2 separate regions of the Xenopus laevis genome follow, and region 1 is linked to region 2. A link is a contact called in public Hi-C data. All regions are on one chromosome and are shown on one strand. The core of a region is the stretch at or near the end of the contact, and the rest is flanking DNA. Distances in the headings are between cores, read along the strand shown.

What was found. A called contact is a pair of places that touch in the nucleus more often than the background predicts.
Region 1: a contact with region 2 is called in a Hi-C map of the XL177 cell line, with 5 times the contacts expected there. The contact joins the promoter of stat6.L here to the promoter of nemp1.L in region 2. A contact is called at or near these places in 2 of 4 Hi-C or Micro-C datasets (the XL177 cell line and the XTC cell line).

The regions. Positions count from the first base shown.
Region 1 is chr2L:146,500,070-146,502,769 of Xenopus_laevis_v10.1, forward strand. stat6.L (signal transducer and activator of transcription 6 L homeolog) reads right to left here and starts at 1,367. Exons shown (of 20, transcript NM_001095162.1): 1 at 1,139-1,367.
Region 2 is chr2L:146,358,636-146,361,335 of Xenopus_laevis_v10.1, forward strand. nemp1.L (nuclear envelope integral membrane protein 1 L homeolog) reads right to left here and starts at 1,329. Exons shown (of 9, transcript NM_001097755.1): 1 at 1,081-1,329. The coding sequence starts at 1,180.

The DNA of each region.
Region 1 (2,700 bases), core at 117-2,616, 140 kb after region 2:
GTAGCATCTCTCCAAAGGCATGTCTCTGCTTTCTTTGCACTTCAAACTGGAAAATGCATAGCTGTCAAAAACATAGGGAGAGAGTGATATTCTGAGACAATTTGCAAATGGTTTTCATTTTTTATTATTTGGGGTTTTTGAGCTTTTTATCCAGCAGCTCTCCAGGTTGCAATGTCAGCAATCTGGCTGCTAGGGTCCATATTACCCTAGCAACCATGCACTGATTTGAATAAGAGACTGGAATATGAATAGGAGAGGACCTTACTAGAAAGATGAGAAACACAAATTAGCAATAACAAATAAATTTGTAGCCTTAAAGAGCATTTGCTTTTTAGATGGGGTCAGTGACGCCCTTATAATTATAAAACTATAAAAAAAAAAATAATGAAAACCAATGGAAAAGTTGCTTAGAATTAGCCATTCTATAACATACTAAAAGTTTACCTAAAGGTGAACCACCCCTTTAAATGGCAAAATCAATTTATTTTGCATTGTTTTTCTGCAAAGGCTCCAGGCCCCCCAATCCCCCCGGACCAATGATAATAATTCAGAACATCCATAGACTTGTTAGAGTCAGACCTTTTGCAGGTTGTGCAGATAAGGGAGGCCTAGTTGTTGTGTTTACATACAGCCAAGCACTTTATAAGCAAGCCCATTCCCCTCAAGCAAAAGGAATGGAGCTCTTTAATTAGAATGAGAAGACGTATATATATGCTAAACCAAGAATATCACTTGTCAGCCTTCCATATAACAAGAGATTGTACCAATATAACGATATTAAATATCTATGTATTTGAACTAAATATACTGTATAATGCGTTTCCAAACAGGAACCTAGAATTATTAGTGTCGACAGCTTGATTGGATCTTGCTTTAAATATTGAAAAGATCAGCGTACTGGATGATAATGTATGATAATTAGATAATTAGGATAGTTAGCATGAGCAATTTAAAGGGAGAAGCTTGACAAATAATCCAGATGATTAAATCCACTCCCCAGACAGGCCATGTTTACAATAAAGTCTATATACTTGCCCATATAGAAGCGAGGGACTCACAATATAGAGTCGTTAATGTATCCTTACAGACAAGCACACATTATAAAGCTGGTGACAGACATACTATGGAACCCACTTACCTCTCCAACACCGGGTTTTGCCTCCAAACTTTCACTTTCTCTTCTTCCTTTAAATATTCCCAGTGTTATGTGATTCTCTATTCAATCCATGTCAGAAGCGGACAGAAATGTTCATCTGAGCAACAAGTCCAAGTGCCCAGCCTGTATTAATGTTTTCCTGAGCAACTCGAAAGATCTCAAAGCTGCGTTGCTTTTCTTTCTTTCTTTTTTCTGCTTTCACTTCCTGATTTGAGGCAGAAAAACTGGCTGCAGCCCAGCGTTGTGAGCATGAGACGTACTACTTTATTAGCCCTGCCCATGAAAGTTGCACAAGTTTCCTCTGTGTGGCTTGCTTGGAAATTACTCCTTTTCACTCCTGATTATCTCATCCCCCTCCCTTGTTAGAAAGTCACTACACTACAAATCTTGACATTGTTTTTAAGTTTGGACAAAGCAATTCCATTGAGAACTGCACTTACTTTCTCGGCCCACTTGTCCTTTGGTTGCACGTCTTAGATCCTGTTCACAACAGCTCCCCCATAATGTACAAATGTATATCCATTGACAGCACTCCAATTTCTTTAAAACCGCCTATAATAGTTGCAGTTATTTGCATAGCAGAACAGCAACACAATGCAATGTTTCGGAGTGGCACTCCACTCTTTGTCAAGCATAAAAACCACACGAGCACATGATGCCCCCTAGTGTTATAACATATTATTACAAAGTATAACAGTGTGTCATTACAAACATACATTTCAGATACAACTGACATCCAAAGTAATTTCTTTTCGATTCATTTAGCTTAGTGATCCACAAAGTATATAAATAAAAAAATATTAACTTATCTGGATTTTGAGCAATGTCCCATCCAGATATTAACCCGCTCCCGGGCCAAAGAACAACATGTTTGAATGATACCTGTAAAAGATAAAATACTATTTTTAAAAGGAATACTCATTGTTTCAATAAAAACGGGCTCAAATCATATTCCTGATTCAGACCATAAGGAAGCATGGTTCCCAGTCTCCTTATTCAATGGGCCTCCCTTCGCAATAATTCCTTGTCACAATCTCCTCCACACCTCCTTCTTGGTACTGAATCAAGAATTTGAAAGCGCAACTGACTGATGGTGTGGCTATTTTCATTAAAATGTTTTGCAACTGGCTGATTTAATTCATTTCTGATAGCTGACTTATGTTCATTCAATCTATCTCTTATGCACCGTATAGTTATTCCCACAAATGTTTTGCCACACGGGCATTTTATACTTCATATGTGGATGCACATGTATAAAATCCTCTTATTGGAATACGAAAACCTTTTAGAGGATGGTCTATCCATTCACCTTTTAAAACAATGCTACAATGATTACACCCGCAGCATGGAAATGTTCCATTTTTTTTTTCGTTTTTAAAAAGGTTTGTTTGTAACCCGTAGAGGGATACAGATCTGCATTGACCAATTTAGCCTCAATTGTCTCTGCTCTAGTATATGACATTACAGGTGGAGATTTAAACACATCCTTGGTTGGGAAGTTCTTTGTTAGTAAACTCCAGTCTTTTTTTATTCTTTTGGAAATT
Region 2 (2,700 bases), core at 79-2,578:
TCCACTGCCACACCAATTTCTAGGCTTAAAGGGATACTGTCATGGGAAAAAACATTTTTTTTCAAAATGAATCAGTTAATAGTGCTGCTCCAGCAGAATTCTGCACTGAAATCCATTTCTCAAAAGAGCAAACAGATTTTTTTATATTCAATTTTGAAATCTGACATGGGGATAGACATTTTGTCAGTTTCCCAGCTGCCCCAAGTCATGTGACTTGTGCTCTGATAAACTTCAATCACTCTTTACTGCTGTACTGCAAGTTGGAGTGATATCACCCCCTCCCTTTTCCCCCCGCAGCCAAACAAAAGAACAATGGGAAGGTAACCAGATAACAGCTCCCTGACACAAGATAACAGCTGCCTGGTAGAACAGCACTCAATAGTAAAAACCCATGTCCCACTGAGACACATTCAGTTACACTTAGAAGGAAAAACAGCAGCCTGCCAGAAAGCATTTCTCTCCTAAAGTGCAGGCACAAGTCACATGACTGGGGGCAGCTGGGAAATTGACAAAATGTCTAGCCCCGTGTCAGATTTCACAATGGAATATAAAAAAAATCTGTTTGCTGTTTTGAGAAATGGATTTCAGTGCAGAATTCTGCTGGAGTAGCACTATTAACTGATGCATTTTGAAAAAAACATGTTTTCCGATGACAGGATCCCTTAAGCTCATCTCCTCATTGAAGGTACCCTTTATGAATAATTGCACCACGCAAGCAATTTGCCAGTCTCTCTGTACCACGCCAGACACTGCTCCAGCTAGTACAGATATCAGAGTGTCTGTGAGGTAGTCCAGGTGTGTAAAGAAAAGTTCAGTTAACAGTTCTGGTGTGTCTGGAATGTAGTGGGAGCATTCCACTTAGAACATTGAGTGTGCATAAGAAAAACTTTTTTGGTTTTTTTTGCCTGTAAAAATGAACATTAGTTTGCTGGAGATACAGTGTTGCCAATGAAACAAGAGATCATGCTTACAATGTAAAAACATAGAAAAGCTGTAATCTAGGCCTTTCAACATACTGATATGCCATAAACTCTGGGAAAATTACAAATAAAAACAGGTTGACAGTTTATCTTAAGTTACCTGTGCTCAAGGTACATAATGACGGCAGTGGTAATACCAGCAAGGTTACCAGGACTCCCAAACTAAATCCGCAGCCTCTTCCTTCCACTTCTCCCGCCATAATCAAGACTTGAATTAAGGGTCCAAATCGAGGCTTGGAACACAAGCAACTTGCAGTCACCAAGGCAGATACTACTACTACAAATCGTATAGGCTGGGGAGACTCCGCCCAGCCGCAGTATGTTGTCGCTCTATACCCTTCGCTCCCTCAATTTTCCAGCTATCTCGGAAGTGCCGACTGGCTCCTACCGCTTCTTGAGCTTCCTGGACTGCTTCTCCAATACTTACAGGACGGTCACGTGTTAACGACGTCGACAAGCGTACGACGGCCATTTCACGTTCTTTCTCTACGTCTTACAGTATGGTCATGTGTTTAGAACGTAATCGAACGTCGTGAAATCATTACAGTTAGCGGTTGTCTTTTTTTGGTGTTGGGGAACAATTGTTACACATTATGGTGCCACTGACGTGGCCTGTCTTTATTATTACACGCAGAGAAGTTAACAGATACCGGCTTGTCAGTGGCAACACTAAAGAGACAGCAGGATTTTATTTTCCTTTAATTTATGTGTATGTGACATATAGAACATTAGTTTATATTATCTAGTAAAGCAGATTATTAAGGCATTTTAGACAAACCAAAGGTATTCTTACTGGGGGGGGGGGGCAAAAATGTTAGGCACCCCCAGTAGGGTTGCTACCTTTTCTGGGAAAAAATACCGGACTTCCTATATATTTAACTTTTTTTCCCTATTAATAACATTGGGATCAACCATCATTTTTACCAGCCAGGCCTGTAAAATACCGGCCAGGTGGCAACCCTAACCCCCAGTGATAACAATTCCTTACCTGATACTGGGCCAGTACTGTTAGCAGAAGTTAGTACTTAAAATTTTAGTAAAATCGCCAGAAAACAATACAATAGACCCATTATCATAACCCTGCTACAAACATTAGTCATAAAACACTGCCTAGTATTAGTAAAGTATTTTTTTTTACCCGTGAGCGTAGGGTTGCCACCTTTTATGGAAAAAAAATACCGTCCCTATATTCTTGCTATTTTTTCCTATTAATAACATTGGCATCAAGCATCATTTTTTACCGGCTAGGCCAGTAAAATACCGGCCAGATGGCAAACCTACGTGAGCCACATTCAAATGTAAAAAGAGTTGGGGAGCAACAAAAGCATGAAAAAGTCCCTTGGGGTGCCAAATAAGCGCTGTGATTGGCTATTTGGTGGCCCCTATGTGAACTGGCATCCTACAGGAGGCTCTACTTGGCACTATACTTATAGGGTTGCCACCTGACCGGTATTTTAGCGGCCTGGCCAGTAAAAATTATGGTTAATCCCAATGTTATTAATAGGGAAAAAACATAACTATATAGGAAGGCCCGGTATTTTTTTTCCAGAAAAGGTGGCAACCCTTTATACTTAGTTTTTATGCAATTAAAACTTGCTTCCAAGTCTGGAATTCAAAAATAAGCACCAGCTTTGAGGCCACTGGGAGCAACATACAAGGGGTTGGAGAGCAACATGTTGCTCACGAGCTACTGGTTGGGGATCACTGGTCTAACACATAC